2 separate regions of the Zea mays genome follow, and region 1 is linked to region 2. A link is a contact called in public Hi-C data. All regions are on one chromosome and are shown on one strand. Each heading gives the region's core, a stretch centred on a gene start, on an enhancer-like site or on the middle of the called end of the contact. The rest is flanking DNA. Distances are from core to core; before and after follow the strand shown.

Evidence for each region. Hi-C and Micro-C count contacts between places; a contact is called where the count stands out from the background.
Region 1: a Hi-C map of bundle sheath shows a contact between it and region 2, with 2.5 times the contacts expected there. The contact joins the promoter of LOC541680 here to the promoter of LOC103631385 in region 2. A contact is called at or near these places in 11 of 25 Hi-C or Micro-C datasets (bundle sheath, ear, endosperm and 4 more).

Annotation. Positions count from the first base shown.
Region 1 is chr6:130,682,524-130,685,577 of Zm-B73-REFERENCE-NAM-5.0, reverse strand. LOC541680 reads right to left here and starts at 1,540. Exons shown (of 3, transcript NM_001111430.1): 1 at 1,381-1,540. The coding sequence starts at 1,386.
Region 2 is chr6:130,494,454-130,497,436 of Zm-B73-REFERENCE-NAM-5.0, reverse strand. LOC103631385 (sister chromatid cohesion protein PDS5 homolog A) reads left to right here and starts at 1,478. Exons shown (of 33, transcript XM_020539482.2): 1 at 1,478-1,879. The coding sequence starts at 1,790.

The DNA.
Region 1 (3,054 bases), core at 291-2,790, 190 kb before region 2:
AAATCAAATATCATTCAAGAAGTTGGTGATGTGGTTCCACTAAACACACAGGTGCCGTAATGTGGGGCGAATACAGCTATTAATGACTGTATTCAATCATGTGCAGGCATCTTGATGCCGAGAATGATGATACAGAGAAAATGGAATATTCAGAAAACAGAAGAGCATATACATGCAGTCATGAATTATGAATTCTGATTACATAGCATTCCGGCATGAGAAAATATTAGCGGATCAATATTCATTAGCGTCAAAGACGTAATGTAACATAGTTATTGACATATGAGTTGTGACCTCTTGACAGCTGAGTTAAATGAGAACATATATGCCTTACAAAAAAATCAGAACATTTATTCTAGAGATCAAACTACCAGCAAGATAAGAGTTGGCATGTCAAGTTGTCAACAGTTTCCCAAAAAATCATGTGGTTGCCATGTACTGTTGAACAGCTTTCATGGGAAGATTCAGCTGCCATGCTGATATTTCCAGGCATGATCCAATCGACATTCCCTTTAACACAGCCCCTTTAAAAAATCAGACTATATATCGATATGAAGGATAGGCTGAAGGATCGTTACTTGTGTTTGTAACAGATAAATTGGTCGGTGAACTAAAATACAAAGAATGGAATTTGATATGTCAGTATCTTCCAAAAAAACAAGTTCCACAACATTCTGAGCAGTAATCGCCAAGCATCCGATTCAGATAAACACTAAGGCCATGTTTGTTTCCCTTCTAGATTATAGTAGCCACGAGCGCGAGTTGCAGACGACGAATTAAATGTAAACGCTTAGGCTAAATTCCCGTTCCAGCATCTACACGCTCAACAGTTGAAGGCTGGGCTGCTAAATAATTGACTGCTGCAGACTGTAGTCGCAGTGAACAGTGCATCATGTATCAATCTCGCTCATACGAGGCAAAGCAAAGGCATGGACTACGCCGACAAGCAACAGGACCCAAAACGAAAACGCCAACCAACCCGCCCTGGCGGGAGAAGATTCCTCCCTACACATAGTTGTACCAAGGCTCGCAGGATAAAATCAATCGATCGATCTCCTGAAGCCAGCCGAAGCTGCCCAACCACACGAGAAAGGATAATCGCACTAGTTTCTTGGTCCTAAGACATCCCGTGCAAACGTTCCCCCACTCAACCACTCGGCCACTCCACGCGAGTGACTTTGATGGCAACCAGCAGGAGAAACAAAACCCCCCGTTCGGAACTAGTCGTCCCGAAGCTCATCACAAGGCGAGCTCGCCTCGATCAGGACAGCAAACACCGATTCCCCACGGGCTGACACCACCACCGGGGTGGGGAAGGGGGGGGGGGATAAGAAGGAACAAGGAAAACGGCAGAGAGGCGGCGCAGAGCCTTGCACGTACCGCCATGGATGGATTGCGCAGAACAGAGGTCCCGATCTGCTGGTTGCTGGGGGCCGGGGCGGCGGCGGGCTTCCCCTTTCTCTCCCTGCGGTTGCGGGTGGGAGGAGACGAGTACGACGAAGAGTAAAGAGCGGAGGAGGCGAATCGATGTGGAGTGGAACGGAAAGGAAAAGCCGCACTGGTGTGGAGAGACTGCTCTCCCTCGGCCTCTCTCTCTCCCGGTAAATAAATTAAAATAAAAACAATAATAAAGTAGGAGTAAAAAATAACGGAAAGCGCCTAAAAATCGCTTGTACTACCCGCCGGTTATCGGGGCACGAAGCGCATGTGAGCCGGCCGCACGGGGCCCACAGGTCAGGCGGGGCTGGCGGAAGGTGGGGACAGGACCGGAGGAGTGGGTTTTGCGTTTGACCGGGGCGGCGGTGACGAGACACAGACAGGGTGGAAATGCGAGGGGAGGAGGGCCGCACGTCGGTGGTGGACGGGTGAAGCGCGGCTTCGCTGGCGCTCGGAATCTCTAGGCTGTGGCGTGGAGGGCCCAGACGTTGTTTACGTCCTGCTACTTGGCCTCTTGGGGGTGGTGACAGTGTACTCAAAAATCGATCGAAAGATTTGTTCAAACTCTGCGCTCAAATCCGTGCTGTTTTTAGCCGTTGGCACTGGATCCGAGCTGGCTAGGCTAGCTGTGAGCTGTCTCCTCCGTTCTCCTGATACCCGTGCGCGGCGAATGTCAACTGCGTAGGATGCCTGCTGGTGAGGGTATTATTACGAATATATGATATGACAGCTTGGCATGTCTGTTGTCATCATACCTAATACAGCGTCTGAACCGGGCAAAGCTCCGCCGCGATTAAAGATAAACCGGGCCATGGCCCATGGGGATGGGGCAAGGTATCTTTTAAATAGGGTTGATAATATCTTGTTTTCTTTGGAGATACGTGAAGATAAACCGAATATTGTTGAATGTACTAATCTAGAATCGGACAAAGAATGCGCTAAAGACTAAATTTTTTATATGTTTATTAATATTAATGTTAGAAATGAATACGAGTATTTCTATATCTATACTATACTTAAAGCACCAGTTTCAACGGTCGTTTCGCTGCACGTTTATAGATGACCAAATAGCGTCCGACACGGGCTAGACGCACGCGGGCCACAACTATGGACCAGACACGTCATACCGGCCTGCTAACTATGTCGGGCCAGCCCGTTAACCCGTCGACCCATTTAATTAAATCAGCGTAAAATGTTAAAAACGGTGCAGAAGGTGGGGCTCGAACCCATGTCCTGATGGAAGAAGGACGGGAGACACTAGGTGAAGCTGTCTAACCAGTAAAACATCATGCTAAGATGTTTTTAATATTGAATATAAATTGTATATAGGTATATACTTTTTTGTAAAATAAAAAAATAATCGTGTCGGGTCGGGCCAGCACTACGGGCCGAGACTACAGTCCAAGCACGGCATGATGTTCTTGGCTCTTACAAACATTAGGTCGTTTCTGAGACCATATTGGCGCAATGGACTACATGGTGTTTGAGATTGCTGAATTGGATGGAGCAACAATGATTTGTCACACTAACAGTAAAATGAAAGGTTATTTGTTGGTTTTAAACGTTAGTAATTGCTACGAAGTAGCATAATTTATATGGAGTGCATCCAGTTTTAAT
Region 2 (2,983 bases), core at 229-2,728:
CGAACACGCTTGGAAAAGACACTGCAGGTTTTCGGTGAGCCCGCGCGCTCAGTGTGCTGCGGCAGCCGCATCGTCACCAGGGACATCCCATATCCCCTCTCCAATGGCTTCGGTGGCTGAGCGTTAGACGAGCTAGCTGAGAACTGTCGTAGTGCGGGTGACGGGGCGGGCTGGCCGACGGAGACGATGTGGAGGCAGAGGGAGAGGACGGCAAACACGACGTTGGGACTTGGGAGGGAGGCAAAGGAGGAGGATGACGATGGAGACATCACTAGGAGAGAGGCAGAGAGGGCGCTGTTATCGCGACCGATTATTCGGCTGGAGTGTCGAATGTTCTAGATTCGCAGCTGCTGGAGAGACGCCCTTTCGCGTGGGTGGAAGACCCTAGTGGCCGTAGTTTTGGAATCTGACGATTGAGCTATTTTGGGTAGACGTGGCTGCACCAGCGGCACGTTTTCCGTCCGGCTTAGTATGAACTGCTATAAGAGAAAGAGATATATACGGGCATGATAATGTGATATAGGAGGTAAAAAGTATACCATGTGATTGGTCGTCTGCTCTTAAAGGGTGTTTAGTTTATAGGGACTAAACATTAGTCCCTCCACTTTTTTCCATTTTAGTTTATAAATTGTTAAATAGGGAAACTAAAATAAAGTTTTAGTTTCTATATTTAGTAATTTAGGGACTAAAATGGAATAAAATTGAGGGACTAAAAATTAGTCCCTAGAAACCAAACACCCCTTTAAGGTTTCACGGACAATCATATCGAGGCGCGGGTGATGAAAAAAACAAACAGCTTGTTCGCTGCGGCTTGCTGCGGCTGCAATCCGGCTGCGGCTGCGGCTTCTACAGTATTTTTCTCTCTATGGATTGCAGCTGCAGCAATCCAAACAGCTGCAACAGTGTCGGCTTGTAGCCAGTCGAACACGCCCAAAGCTCATCCAGGCTGAGCAACGATGGCTAGGAGGCGGGTACGCGCGCGTGAAGCTTGTGCGCATGCTATGGCACGGACTTCAAGATTGTGTTTGATTTTTTCTGTTATATCTTCTAATTAAAAGATTTAATCACTATACCAATTTCATTTTTATGTTCATAATATTTTTAGGAACAAAACTGGACCATCTATACTGTATAATATTTGAATATTTGTTTATACACTTATATGTAATACACGTTCTGATGTAGACATCAAACACAAGCTATATCTATGCTGAATACAATAATACAAACAACCCAAAAAAAATTATGCATGGACACTCACACGAGTGAATACTCGTGCCAAACGGGCTACGACCACACTGTACAGCATCGCTGAACACAGTCAACCCACGCACGCCAAGAGTGTTGTAAAATAAAAAACGGCCCGGAAATCACCCCACCGTCTCCGTTCCCAGAATTAGTCACTGACATGTGGATCCCACGCGGTGTCGGCGCCACATCTCAGCCGCATCCGCAGGGCTGTGCCTGCGGGACAGACGGGCGCCGCGATTTCAATATCGCAACAGTGTGGCAGGCGGCAGCATACCCGGACGGCAAACTGCTGGGCTGGACTCCGAGACCCAAACCAGACCGACTCGATCCCAATTCTCAAACCAGCTTTGGCATTCGTCTCTCTCTCTCCCTACCCCTTCACGCCAATTTCGAAACAGCGCGAGACGAGACCGCGAGAGTAGCCAAAAGCCGAGGGAGCCCTTCCTTCTCAGATTAGAACCCAAACGAGTGCGCTTTGAAGCGGGGGCTGCGAGCTCGGTGCGCGAATTGGGCGGTCGATCAGGCGCGGCGGCCGGGCATGGCGGCCGTGGAGCAGTTGAAGGAGCTGGGGGAGAAGCTGCAGGCGGTGGCGCCGGCGCCTGCGGACGAACTCGCCAAGCTTCTCGAAGTGAGATATCCCCAAGCTTCTCCGTTTTGGTTGGCTGCGAACCTTAGTCATGGAGTCGATGGTTTAGGGTCGGGCTTTGCGTGGATCTGTGGCTCAGGCGGGACAATTCGGCAAGTTTAGGGTTTAGGTTGCTGGAAGTTAAGGCGCTAGTGGTTGGGGTTCTGGTGCGAATTGGGTGCTCGGGATGTTAGGTTTGGACGGCTGAGCTTCCATTGAGCGGCGTGGAGGATGCTGAAGGAGTGCAGAGGTCCAGCTCAAGTGCTTCTTTTAAGTTTCGTTTGCTGAAATTGTGGATGCAATTTGGCACCCGTAGTTTTGTACTCCCCCGTCCCAAATTAAAATTCATTTTAGATGATCAGATTCATACAATACTTAATGTATGTGTCATCACCTATTTGAATATAGACATAAAAACCGAGAGCTAAAACGAATACTATTTTGGGACGGAGTGAGTAGTTCTTCAGTGTTGAAGAGGGGAATGCTGTTGGTTAGGGTCTGTTGGGTTTGAGCAGTGCAAGAGTTGTCACCTTTCTGGTGGCTGGTGGTTGTTTCAGTTATACTAAAGGACTTACAGTAGCTAAGGGAAGCCGGAGATTTATTTTTTGGATTATTTTGGTGGGTTCATGAGAATACCTTTTTTAACTAGTTCATGTTGCATGGAAATGTTGTTATAAGAATACCATTTACATGTGTTGTCTAGCAGTGCCTCCTCGAATACGCAGGAGAGATGCGTATCATTGCATTAAGAAGTGTCTAGCTCTAGCAGTACCTTGAATGCTGTGTTTATATGAAAGTTTTAATTTTGGTAATATCGATGCTATTTATAACAGGAGATGGTTTTATTACGTTTGACATCTGTGCATGTGTTGGAAGACACATTTATATTAGTCTGAGTAAACACCAAATACCCATCCATATGTGGCAGGGAAGGAGACTGTCTAGTGAATCTTGTACCATGGGGCCACACTACTGGACCTTATATGTTACTGGTGTTGAGTGCTCTATGTTAGAATTTAGGATGTGGACAGCTCTATGGATTCAAACTTTGGGTGTTATATAGCATGACTTGTAGCTACTTATTATTTTGAAGAGGAGTTTGTAGTT